2 separate regions of the Gasterosteus aculeatus genome follow, and region 2 is linked to region 1. Evidence: chromatin contacts called from public Hi-C data. All regions are on one chromosome and are shown on one strand. Each heading gives the region's core, a stretch centred on a gene start, on an enhancer-like site or on the middle of the called end of the contact. The rest is flanking DNA. Distances are from core to core; before and after follow the strand shown. Region 1 holds the start of lmx1bb (LIM homeobox transcription factor 1, beta b). Region 2 has its middle 17 kb from the start of zbtb34.

The links. Hi-C and Micro-C count contacts between places; a contact is called where the count stands out from the background.
Region 2: a Hi-C map of whole body shows a contact between it and region 1, with 7 times the contacts expected there. The contact joins the enhancer-like site here to the promoter of lmx1bb in region 1. A contact is called at or near these places in 6 of 6 Hi-C or Micro-C datasets (blood and trunk muscle, liver, skeletal muscle and 2 more).

What each region holds. Positions count from the first base shown.
Region 1 is chr13:15,497,151-15,503,955 of fGasAcu3.hap1.1, forward strand. It overlaps lmx1bb (LIM homeobox transcription factor 1, beta b), which reads left to right and starts at 3,298. Exons shown (of 9, transcript XM_040196132.2): 1 at 3,298-3,720; 2 at 4,057-4,179; 3 at 4,659-4,845. The coding sequence starts at 4,110.
Region 2 is chr13:15,546,367-15,553,171 of fGasAcu3.hap1.1, forward strand. No RefSeq gene overlaps it. Among protein-coding and RNA genes, the nearest start is that of zbtb34, 17 kb to the right of the region's middle. Within about 2 kb of position 3,560, at least 1 of the 9 cell types and tissues checked has open chromatin away from gene starts, as enhancers often do.

The sequences.
Region 1 (6,805 bases), core at 2,048-4,547:
TGTAAATTGAAGCAAACTCGAATTCATAATGAATTCTTGTATAGGAATATATAAAAAGAAATGTAGAAAATCCAATGGCCTTCATTTGTGACTTTAAAACCCCAAACCAGTTGTTTATGCTGCTTTAGTATTCAGGGGCCCTCAGGCTTCAGGGCCCTGCATCTCACCCCCTATTTGTTATTACAGGAACGAACCGTGTGACAATCAAAACGTGACAACTTTCACTTTTTAAAACACGAGGGCATCTTAAAAAAGAAAGGGGGGGGGGGGTGGTAAGAAAAAGAAACTGATCACATTTCAGTTGATTCTCTGCAAATTGCCGCAGTGCCTTCAGGCGCGCTGCACGTTAGCGACAAACTACATTTCCCCCGGTTCCTTAGATGCATCACGCAGGAGAAAACTGCTGCACACTCTCCGTCTGTCTCTAAGATGCTCAAGTGCACCTCGGCAAACAAATTAAAGGAGCCAGTTTTGCTTTTTCCTTTCATTTGTCCTTTAAAAAAAAAAAAAAAGCATCATGTGAAGTTTGGAAACGCTCATTAAAAGATCAAAGTGAGTTGACTATCAAAGTCCTCTAGCCATGCAATTTAGGGAGCCATTATGTCTTTGGTTTGCTGGGTTTTTTTTCTTTGAGGTTTTCAACTGTTCTAACCTTTTGTAATCTTTGCGCGTTTTTTTGGAGGGATGAGCTCTCAAGCAACAACAACAAAAACAACCGATGATGACGTAGATGCAGCTTTTACTACTGTCTGCGTATTCATATTTTGATATGTTATAACTTGAGCGTCGAGGATTATTATTTTCTGAGATTCTTTGCAAAACATTGCGCAAAGCTGCGGGCGCGTTTGAGGCCGGACTCGGTGTGAGATGTGAGGGTTATTCTCCGGATGGATGAAGATGTAATTAAAGCCGATGATGGTCAATGTGTTTACACATAGATTTTGATTCGATTGAGGCCTTTGCTGGGATTAGATTAAAGTCCTGAAATAATTTGCTCAAATAATCCGTTTTGTTCCATAGTTCTTATCAGAACAGGAGAACATTAATTTATGAATAAAGACATGTTGTTTTTTAAAGGTACTGACATAATAGGGATGAATATTTCGTTTTCTACACGCACTTTAACGCAAACTTCCTCTTTTCTTGTGTAAAAAATCTGAAAAATCTTAATTTCTTGGGCAAACCTGTTCGCGTGTTTTCGCTTTTTTTCAAACGTTTCGATTCTATGTAGTTAAAAAAAAAATCTGAATTCTATCTTTTCCTGAAATAATTTGCCACTCGTCTGTATTCGAACCTAATTTATTTTCATACTCCGTCATTATACCCTCACGCTGAAAACGGATCGAAATCCCAGCAGCCCGCAGGAATGTGCGCCACTAGAATGGCGCATTGTGTCGCTCTCTTACCTTTCCGATGGATGCAACAGTTCTGCTTACTTTAAAGGGAATTGCTTAACTTAAGGAGACCATTGCTTTCTGTACTGCACACCTGCTGCAACGGGGGGGTACCCCCCCCCCCCTCTTCTTCTTCCTGCCTCACAGCGGCAGAAGAGGGGGGGAGGAGGGGGGCTTGTCATGTAGAGGCTCATTAAAACACCGCCGGGCTAAAAAATTGGCAGATTGATTTATTGAATGAATGTTTGATGTCCTCGTGAACACAAGTGACCTGGCCAATAGGCTAACTGCTGAATGGACGAACGGGAAGGGGGAGGGGGGGGCGTTAGACGTGATATATTAGACTATATGTTTTTTTTTAAATGTATTGATTATACGGCACGTAATGCTTCTTAGTGGTAAGATAATCGTGCGTGTGAGGTGGAGGTAATTGACCCCAAGCTGCAAACAGAAGAAAAACACCCAACAGAAAAAAACACAGCTAAGCCAGCCAAGGGTGGATGACGTCATGACTGGCAGGTATACGGACCTGATTCCCACACAGTAAGTGTACTGAACGTCTCCTTTAACGAACAATAGAAACTTAAAAGTGTCCGTTTCCTAATGTTAAGCACTGTGGCAGTGGGTGGAAGTGGGTTCGGTTGCAGGCTCCTGTGATGGGCTTGGGATACCTCCGGTGAACGGCAGAGGGCCACGCGTCTCATCCGGGCTACAGGTCATCGCTCGATGCTCCACGCAGGACATCCACGAGCAGCAGCCGGGCCTTTGCCATGGGGAGGGAAAGGCTCCGAGGAGATGTGCACTGAAATGTGCTCCCTTCCTTCCTTCCTTCCTTCCTTTATTCCTCTCAAGTAATTATCACAAGATGGTCTCAACCAGTTATGATACATAGTATTACCGTGGTGTCCGTTAACTCTGAATCCCCTCGTGAATAAAGCAGCAGGCGGTTATTTTTTCTGTTAGTATCAAGATGAAAACGAATGCTTGCGTTGGCTTGTCTGCGCCGCTGTGCGTCTCCTTGTGTCCGGTCCCCGGCGCATCGCCCTGCCGGTGTCCGTGTCCGGGGCTGGATCACGATGAGCCTCTCGTGCAGCCCTGTCATGTCAGACAGGCCTCAGTGCAGCACCTAGCACCTTAAAACGCACGCACTGACGTCTCGGTAATTATTAGGCATGCGTGTCATTTTTAAATAACGCGCATTTACTTGTTTGGGAATTTTTAACTAGTGAGAGTAAGATATTTTACATAACATGTATAGCCGTTATTTCTGCAAAAATAAATACAGGACAGGCTTGTATTATTATGCATGTTATTACCTGGCCTACCATTATAATGATTATTATGATTGTGTGTAGCATTATTCCCGGCGCTTCTCCGTGGCCCGCAGATGGAGAGCTCGGTTTGTCGCTGTTATCGACGCTGATCGCCAGGTGCATCAGCTGAAAGGAGACAGCGGCCCCGACGGGAAACAATACACAAAGGGGCAAGAAAAGGCACGTGATGCTGATCGCTACTTCTCACATCCTGACAGAAATACAGATATCAATCCATGAGGAATAAAGAATGTCTTTACTTCCAGATGTCGCAGTTATGGTTTGATGGTGACGTCACATTATAGAATATAATACCGGGACATAACACGCACAATGATGAAGTTAGTGTTAGTGTTCATATGATTCCAACAGTATTAATGATATTGTTATCATTGCTATTATGACACATTGTTGCTTCCGTGCAAAATCCGGCCTCTGTAAAACACCACTTTTCTCTCTGCTCTTCTTCCATGTGTTCGCGCGCGCGCGCGCGTGTGTGTGTGTTGTTATTGGACCGAAGACTGTACTCCTCTCCAATAGCATCCCAGCGGCAGTGAATGGAGGAATGAAAAAGAAGGGGGGAAAAAAAAAGAGAAGTGCATCCATGCACGCAGTGGCAGTGGGAGGATCCACTCGCTCCGATCTCGGTGTGAGACTGTGTGCAGCGGCCGGGACACAAGCAGCCGAGCGCCTCTGCTACTTCCACGCAGTTACTGCCGGGACATCTACATACATACACGCTGCTATTTTTGGATTTGTTGTCAAGTTGTGTTGCTGACTCCCCCCCCCACCCCCCCTTACCCTCCGCTCCCCCCGTCTCCCCCCCCCCTCCTCACACACACACACACACACACACACACACACACACACACACACACAGAGACGCTCACACACACACACACGCGAGCTTTAACAAAACTGTTATTCCGCGAAGAAGTTTTGCCAGCTTTGTCCCGTCGGCTCGAGGACGAGAAGAAGATAAAGGCTCCTCAGTGCTTTTCTGATCCTAACAGGTGACTGTTCGAGAGCGTTTTGTTGTTGATTGTTATTGCCCGTGACACCCCGGAGAGACGTGGAGCCGCTTTTTACACTTGCCTCTCTGCCTTTTAAACTATCGCGAGCATCACCGTCGAGCTTTGTTTTTCTTTTTGTTGTTTTTGCATTTCTTTTTTTTTCCTTTTTTTCTTTTTTTAATTTTTCTTTTTTTTTTTTTAGTTTTCCTCGTGCGAGCTGCAGGCTGCGTGCCCGCGCGGCTCCGACAGCTTTCAGCCTTCCAGACAGCCGCGCGTGCGCCCCGGGATCGCTTCCTGATCAGAAGTTTGACCGTGTTCTTATGGATATTGCAACAGGTCTCGTGTCACTGGAGCGCCTCTCCGCGGCGGGACAGTCCGAGACGTGCATCATGCTGGACGGCATAAAAATGGAAGACCATCCCCTGCGATCGGGACAAGCCATGCTCGGGGTCATGCTCGGTGAGTCTTCTTCTTCTTCCTCCTCTTCTTCTTCAACCACTGTGAACGAACTGTGCACGCGCAGGTCATACACAACTTATTTCCCCATCTGGATGCCAGGAGGCGACTGTTCATGGCCACTGCGCCTTTGCTTGGGATCGTCACACGTTCATATTGCATTCGAAATGGATTTAAAACAAATTACTGGTAACGATGTAAAATGTAGTTTTATTTGCTACTGAGACAGAAACCAATCATGTAAGACCCCCCCCCCCCCCCCCCCCTCCCGACATGGCTGTTTGAGTGATGTCATCTACAGGCCTTATTGGGGAGAAAAACATTCCATCCTTTAAAATTAAATTTAAAATGAAATTTAAAATAAAATAAAAATACAGCAAATAAATGTAATCAGCCCGTCACACCTTTAGAGTCATTAATCCGGGTTTAAAAAAAAAAATTCTGACGTGCCTCCAACAACTCGTGTGCCGTTTGTTTCGCAGGGAGCGACTGTCACCACCCGTCCGTGTGTGAAGGATGCCAGCGTCCCATCTCCGACCGCTTCCTCATGCGAGTCAACGACTCCTCGTGGCACGAGGAGTGTTTGCAATGCACCGTGTGTCAGCAGCCGCTCACCACCAGCTGCTACTTCAGGGAGAGGAAACTGTACTGCAAACACGACTACCAACAGTAAGCACGACCCCAACGAGACATCTGCGCTGCTTTTTAATAAATCTTTCTGCGTTAAAAAAAAAAAAAATGGAGGAGGGAAAACAATTAAAAGAAGACACCATGGTGGTTCTGGTTTTGGGTCTGGGAGGCCCCGCTGCGCAGGGATACAGCGGGTCAGCTAAAGTTCTAACTGGAATTATAGAAAGATTTAACCTAATACACGTTAGACAGCATTGCATGGACGCAGTTTAAACCACTTTCTGGCGGCCGTATTTTACCACAAGGATTAAATCTGATCTTTTTTTTTTTTAAACTTCGCTTAAACATTTTTGAATAAACCGTGAGATGTGGAAACGTGTGTTGCAGTAACACACCGCTGTGTTATTGTCATATGCTCGGCTTTCTTACGCTGTTTCCACGGTCGTGTGTGCGGAACGAGCGCGTTTCTTTTTCAAAAATGTGCGATCCGACGGAGGCCCGAGAATGTGAAGAGTCTTTCTGCTTCCTCATCCCTTTCTCTGTCAGGTATTTCCTGGTTGCATCGTAGAGCATTTTTACATCCCAATCGGCCGCTTTAGATTATTAAAATGAAGGAAAACATAATATCTGTGAGTTTCTTTAGAAGTTCACAACGCACTTTGGATTTATTTTCCGATCGGCCCAAATTCGCCTTTTTTTGTCAGTCTGATGCCTCGAATTCTCTTAAATGTTATATTTTCAAATTTTGTTCAAACATATTTCATGTTCGGAGTCAATCACGTTTTTATTTTCATTTAACTCTATTTTTATTTTATTTAATTTTCATTTGTATTGGATATGACGTGTTTTTGCATGCGGTATATGCGACATGGCAATAATTTAACGGCTGAATGGAAAACAAGCTTTTTATACCAGTTAAACGCACCTGTAGGATACATGCCCCAAGGTAGATTTTGTGGTTACACGTTAAGCATTTAAGCATTTGCACACGCTTGACTATACACAAACCCACACTTTTAAATATATGAATAATTTAGTGTTAAATTAAAGTGTGTTAAGTTTAACTGTTTAAAAAAAGTAAGAAACTTATTTTGGTTTAAAATGCTGTAGTTTGATTAAAACAGCAGACTTGTGTAATTAAATCCAGATTGTTCATTTTAAAATGTAGTGTGTTAAAAATATATTGTGTGAAACTCCAAACATAATAAATAGTAAGCATAACTATTAATATTACAGACCCTAAAATAATAATTCCAAAAATTATAGATGCATTGCAATAATGCAGGAATTGCCCCCTTGTGCTTTTTGCTTTATAGGTAATTACGATACATTTTGACATTTTATATTCGGCCTGTGGCAGAAAGTACATGGCAGCCATTAGCCATGGAGAAGGATAAATTAGTAAATTGAATTATAAAATGATCACCTAAAATCAGCAGCAAAGCCAGATTTAGTGACACAAATATGGAGGCTAAGTAAGAACAATGTTGAGGGTGGCTGTCTGGCCTGTGAGGACCCCGGGGTGCCCCCGTGTTTTCTCATCGCATGAGCGCTTTTCATGCTTGTCACTACATTTTCAGCTTTTTGTGTGCGGCCTTTTTAACAATTCTACTTCGATTACCAGGACATTATCGCTCTCTGCTAGATACCTTGCAAGCAACAAAGGGTTACATCTATTGCCATGCGTGCTATTCATCCAGCTTTGTGACACCGGTGTAGTCGCCTGATAACAATGGAAAATTCATAGCAGTAACTACGGGATACCAGAGCAGAGCCACGGCGTCGCGGCTCAGAGGGCTGCAAGCTGAGACTGTCCGGCAAAGAGAAGGATCTCTTTCTCATGCCTGTTATATAAAACAGGCATATATATACATACATAGCGGCACCATTTGTTGTTGTTGTTGTTGTTTCTGTAAAGACAAGAATTCAGCCACAAACATACGGAGACAGCTTTCCTTTGCTTCTTAGCCGCACACTTGGTGCACAGCTGACCACTTTC
Region 2 (6,805 bases), core at 2,310-4,809, 49 kb after region 1:
ACCGAAGCGGATAAAGGCACCAATCATATTAACCGCGAGAGTTGGAGGAGAGCGCGCAACTCAGTTCAGATTACCGATCTAATCGTGTCAATAAAGATCCCCTTTTTACGCACGTTACTCCTCTTCCCCAAAACATTTTTGTATATAAAAGAGACATTTTATCAGTGCAATCTGAACGCTTGTTAAAGTTTTGAATTCACAGTAAGTCGTTTTGTTTCCGTCTGAAGTGGTGGAGGAGAGGAGGCCGTCTCCTCTGGCTCGCACACGTCTTAAAAACATTGCCCGTGGAAGCGGGACGCGGAGCAGCAGAAGGTGAGCCCCCAGCCCCCGAACCTTTGAGCCCCGGATGTTTTCCACAGAACTCACCTGAGAGGCTCAGTGAATCACTCGCAGTGTGCGCTCGGAGGAGAGCGTGGACAGTAAATCTGAAAGTCAACAGCCAGCGAGGGCCTAACCGAACCCTTTTTTATACATCCCAATGACTCCAGCAAGAGGCTTTCTGGAGGCCATCAACCACATACACGACAGACATTTGCTCCAATAACAAAGCTTGACCTCTGACCTTCAGCTTAAAAGTTGTACCTTTTGTGTGTTTATATAAATTACATCCAATTTAGTGATTCCCAGAGATCTTTATAGAACTGTAAATCAGTATGGTGACACGCTATTGCACGGAGATCATATAATGACCACCGGGCCACATTTGACCTCTCGCATGACCCGTTCTAACTTGATAATCAGTGTTTTCAGAAGACAGGGGTCGGCGCTGCTCTGCCCTGGTGTGACCTCTTTCATTGTAGCGAGAACCAACGTGATTATCAGTTCATCACGACAATTATAATCCATAAAGTTACATATGAATATCATCTGTCAGTTGTGTCGTTCTGTCCAACCCCCCAGAGACGGCGCTCCTCTAATAGAGCTTTGATTTGGAGTGCATTGATTAGCCTCACGCTCTCTCCCAGTTAACCGCAGACAACCATCCTTTGTCCACCACCCCGGCCTTTTGGTGTGCTTTTGACAGTTTTATTGTAAGTACTAAAACAGCCCAAATAAACCTGTGGATAAACAGCCGCGAGCAAGATAAAAGCTTGCTAGCTTTTCAAAAGGTTAGTAAATTTCACCATATGGATTTTTTGGTGTCTCTCCCAAATGTCACGGCTTAATTATTAACCGTGGGGCCATTTTGGAAGGAGATTTGCAACTTTACAATATTGTTGTGCCTGCCGAGGTTAAGTGTTAAGAGTCCAAAGAAGGACATTGTCCTCTTTTGTGTTTAATGAAGATGGATTTAGAATAGAAATGTAGGGTGCAATAAAGACAGCCTGACCTTTAAGGCCGTGCCACAAGTCAACACATACACTGATGCTTTGAACAGACGAAGGAAATTCTTCAAGTACAACACGTTTTTCACACTGGGAAATTTAACTTTAACAAATTTCATCACTAATTGATACCTATTATATATTTGCTGTCATTGAATACATTACATTGATTGTTCAGTGAGTATTTCTTTTCTCTATGAGCCATAACTCCAGATCACAAGCAGTCATGAATGCCTAGAGGTCGTGACCTCCCGGTGTGGCCGTTATGAGTAAATATTGATCACACTACAGTCAGTCAGCTAAGTGGAGCCACCAGAGCGGGACACAGCCGTGCACTGTGGCGTTTTTTGTTGAAAGGAGTAATATCTGGCCTAATCCCAGCCTCGGCCCCGCCCTCGGGCCCCGCCGGCGGACCCCTCTTTGCCGTGCACACCAGCAGCGCGTGCTGCTCTGTGCCGGGCTCATGTTTCTCATGGCTCCTGCTCGGCGAAGTCGGACCTTCTCAGTGGGCTCCTGCAGGAGTTTTGAAGTCTTTGTGCTTGTGTGCCACCTTGAGGAGGGGGGCGGGGGGGGGAACGGACTCCGCCGAACTCCTGAAATGGTATCGCGGCATCTGAGTTCACATGTTCCCCGCCCCCACCTTCATACATGTCATCAGACCGGCGGTGCCCGCCTCAATGGAGGCTCTCTGTTGACTTCCTCTGCTGACAAGCGAGAGGTGACCAGCTCCGCGGCGTTGAGCGCTAACCACTGAGCAGGGCCTTGAACAAGAATAAGTACAACTCTGTCTTTGCCAAATGTATGCTATATGCTTTACGTACTTTGGGCTGCTCCATTAACAGGCTCTGCTCGGGAGCAGCCAGCGGTGTTTGAAAGTAAATGCCAGAGATTGGGAATCATTTGGAGGAGATTGATACCTCTCTTCTATCATTACTGCAACTTCCTCCCACCAAATCTTTGTCTCACTAAATGACATATTGTTTCTGGACAGATAGATTGATGTAAACATGGTATATGTATATATGTGGCTTGTTTTATCTGCAAACATGACAAGTTGGAAGAAAATCAGAGGATCTTTTAAGCGCTGATATGCAGATTTTGTTTCCCTCAACATGTTCTCATTCCCGACTTGTGAAATACTGGCGATTTGTCAGTCTAAACTATGACACTGCAGGTCCGTTTTGGACGTTTCAGGGATGTCGTGTCAGCCTGCCCGGGTCTAAGTAGGCCGCCACCCAGTTTCACTGACGCACTGGTTCCTTAAAAAAAAATGTGCATAATTGCTGTGAATGTGTGACTGTCCAAGTAAATTTATGTGAAGATGTGAACATTTGACTCATAGAAAATTGATTTGCTTTATATGGGACTGAAAATACAATTCCATGAACTACGCTGTTGATTACAGTAAATTAAGATGTTACTCTTTCAATATAAATGAAAAATGGATCATACAAAACAGCATTGAATGCATTAAAATGGCTCACAAAAGGCCTCACATTGCATTGAATGTCACATGTAACACATTATCCTTACATCAATTTCCATATGCTTCAATAGATAACAAAAAGCACGCTTGCGTTTTCAGGACACAATGTAAATTATAATAAACACATGCATGTCGTGTCAGTTTCCGCTCCTAAAATGGAATCTGGCATCTTTTCATAACAATCTTCCAGTGTTGGTTAACTGGTTTTTAGTACAACACAAATACTTGGTTTGGCTTGGAGAGATTGTGGTTTTGGATAAAATCATTATCTTTTCTTATAGAACATAATCAGTTTCTCATGTGGTTGAGGGACGTTGACCAAGCGTCAGTAGTTAATGAGCTGGGAGTCAAAATGTGAAGTCTCTCGTACATATCAAATGTTCCCCTCTTTTAATTGTTTAAGCTGAGCTAACCAGCTGTGTATTGACTTTACATGTAACTGACTAGTAGAACAGATGAGAATGATATCCAACTTCTCAATTAACTCGCTACACAAAAGTAAACGAGACATTAGATGAAATTTCAAATCCCATCGCTTTAAGATTCATCATACTTTAAACTGCAGTTAAATAATGAGACTTTGAAACATTATCATTATTTTACAACTCCCGTTACAAAGAGGACTTTCAGCGTCAACCCTCAGATTGAGAGAACGGCCTGATTTTCTTCTTCTTCAGGTGTTGTGGAACTGGAGGCTCCGGAGGAGACAGCATGCCCTGACAGAGAGCTGCCGTACACAAACCCTCGCCTGTGGCTTCCACCCTTTGAAGGTGCATGTCTCTTCTTGACGTTTCTCGTCAACTCGCCTTGGGAACATTGGATTCTGTCCTCTTGGTCCACAGTTTGTCTTCAAACTGTCTGGGAAAATGCAGAAGAGACACACAACTTCAATGCCAGTCGAGGAAGCTACACAGCCATTAATCCTTTACGCCACATTCTGGTCTGATGTGTTGTGAAGTGAAGCTAAGATTCAAAATGAACACTGAAAATATACTGTACGTTATACACTTTATCCAGTCCTATTTGCAGAATAGGATAGCACTTCTACGTTCTCTCTGAGCAAACAGACACACACAAGAGCTGACGGGGAATGTGACATATTTTTGTCACTCAAGCAATTGGAACAGAACAACATTAATAGCCCATGCTGGCTGTAATACAATTAAAACATAACTATGCAAAGTACACGGGGTGCCGCTGCAGCGCTGCGTCTGCAGAGACAGGTGCCAGCCATCTTTAGTGTTCGCCACAAAGATCCTCCAGCAAACGGCATCAACAGCGATCAGACTGGATTAATACGTGATGCCTTGGAGCTTGAATTTCAGTCCGACTTCAGCGGAAACCAATCTGAAACAGTAAATGATCTCAGCAGGAAAAGCCCCAGTCTGTAACAATAAAGTAATCTGAGGCAGATATGTGGGAGTACTTCCGTGTAGAAATGTGGTAAACTGTCATTACTGAGCAGTGTTATAATGATTAGAGAGTTCTTACGGTGGGTGGCAGAATTGGAATAACACAACAGAGATCTCGTCTGTCTACATCTTTTTACAAATCAAATCATTTGACGATGGTTGTTTGCCCTGCGTTGCACTTCTTTCATATGAAAGGAGGTGCAAAACAACATTCTGCGTGTCTGAACAGAAAGCGTTTGTGTGCTCCGAGGCAACTGAAAGCCAGCTGGTTCCAGATAGGGAAAGCTGACGGAGTCCCGTCGGTTGAACTGATTCTGTCCCTCTCACGTCTCCTCTACCCTCCTTTTCATCAGTCTCGTTCTTGGCGGTCCGGTGTCCAATTTGGCCGATTGAGCGGACGGTACAAGATGTACACAAATTGTCAGTCAAGAAGTGACTGTTCAATAATATAGCCTCTACAGCCTGTATGCCCAAGGACCTGTGGGCCATTACAAGGCCATTACCAGTGAAATCCTTGTCTGGAAAATCAGGATGAAACTAATGTGTTACTGTGACGAAAGGTCCTCATTGTGAGTGTTGCAGCAAGAGCCAAACATGCGAGAAAGGATCAAATTAAGCAAGTATCTGTGAGTGTAGCTACTGAATGTATTACCCATCATTAAAAACATACAGTTGTTTAGTTTGGTGTGTGACAATTAGTTGACAACTTTGTTCACATTTGTCACAAAAAACGGGATCTGCAGAAACAATTCTAATGATTCATCTTATTTATACACTTCAGATTTTAGGATGAATGTATTTGAGATAAAGATTTACACAGTAGCTCACACTTTGGTGAAGAAACTGTCAGCCTTAGAAAGCGTAGAAATAGGAAATAGTCGATTTAACAAACTTAAAATGAAAATGTCTTCCACTATTCTTATGGGTTAGATTTGACAAATTGGGGATGTGCACTTGGTCTATATTGCTGTACTGTAGACAGGTTTTCTCAATCATCAAAATTAGCCTTCCAGGCAACTTCGTGGCAGCCACCATTTCTTAAAACTGATTATTTACTTTCACATCCGTCTTCATTTCCTATCACGTTGAGGCCTCCAATTACACGTTTCCTTTCATATTATGTGGTTAACCTTGTATGTGTACAAAAAATAAATAAGGCACGAAAGTTCACTGACTGAAGAATAGTCTATGAATAATGGAATTCCTTTAAAGCTTTAAAATGCAACCCGTTTCCACGTTGGCACAATCAAAGTAGGAAAAATGAACACTGTAGCTTAAGAAATATCTACGAGCTAAGTGGCCATGACATTAAAGTGTGTGAGCATTCGCTCTTTTCTGGAGTGAAGCAAATTTTTGGTTCGGGCGGAGGGGGAGGTTCTGTCTTGGATTAATTAAGCTGAGAAACTCCCAGTTTGGGGAGCTTAGCATGTGCAGGGTGATGTTTTCCTCGGAGTCTTTTCCACAGGGATACGTTTGCACTCATCTTTGATAGTTAACCCCATGTGACCCTTCCCTCCAGCCAGTCCCACTCCCACCTCACTACTCCTGCTTCTCATTAGAGCCTGTCCACTAGCCTGCCCGGGTCTAAGTAGGCCGCCACCCAGTTTCACTGACGCACTGGTTCCTTAAAAAAAAAGAAAAGAAGTGTGCATAATTGCTGTGAATGTGTGACTGTCCAAGTAAATTTATGTGAAGATGTTAACATTTGACTCATAGAAAATTGATTTGCTTTATATGGGACTGAAAATACAATTCCATGAACTACGCAGTTGATTACAGTAAATTAAGATGTTACTCTTTCAATATAAATGAAAAATGGATCATACAAAACAGCATTGAATGCATTAAAATGGCTCACAAAAGGCCTCACATTGCATTGAATGTCACATGTAACACATTATCCTTACATCAATTTCCATATGCTTCAATAGATAACAAAAAGCACGCTTGCGTTTTCAGGACACAATGTAAATTATAATAAACACATGCAAAGTTAATCTAAAATGTCTTTCACCTATAGAATAAATCTATTTGCTCATCGCACCACGTTGAGATAAGCTGTGATCATTTTTTACAGCAGAGGCAACAGGGTTGAAATTGCAGCTGAGTCATTACCCCGTATCGTTGCTATCTCAGTGTATGATGAGACGTGAATTTGTCTGACCTCCCCGGGGCAGCACAAAGGGCTGAATTCAAAGCGGGGCACCCAGGGGCCAAGCTGGCGGCGGTCCCAGCTGAGGAGCAGCAGCCAGCCACCACCTGCATTCTGCTGCTTGCCCAGTCTCCCTGGATATGACCCTCCCCCCTCCCACCTCCCCCATGCCCCCACCGCTTCAATCTTCAACTACCACCCCCTCTCCCTCTCATCTGCATCCCGGTCATATCCTACTCCCACTCTTAATATCTGCCCAGTCAATCTGATCTGTCCATCACACAGTCCAAATTCTATGTGACGGCAACACTGTGGCCTCAGCTGTGATCGCTCCTTTCATCCCGTCACACGGATGCTGCCGAGCTGATTGTACGATCAAGAAGTGACAATGAATTGTGCAAATGTCTTTTTTTTTCTCCATATCAGATTG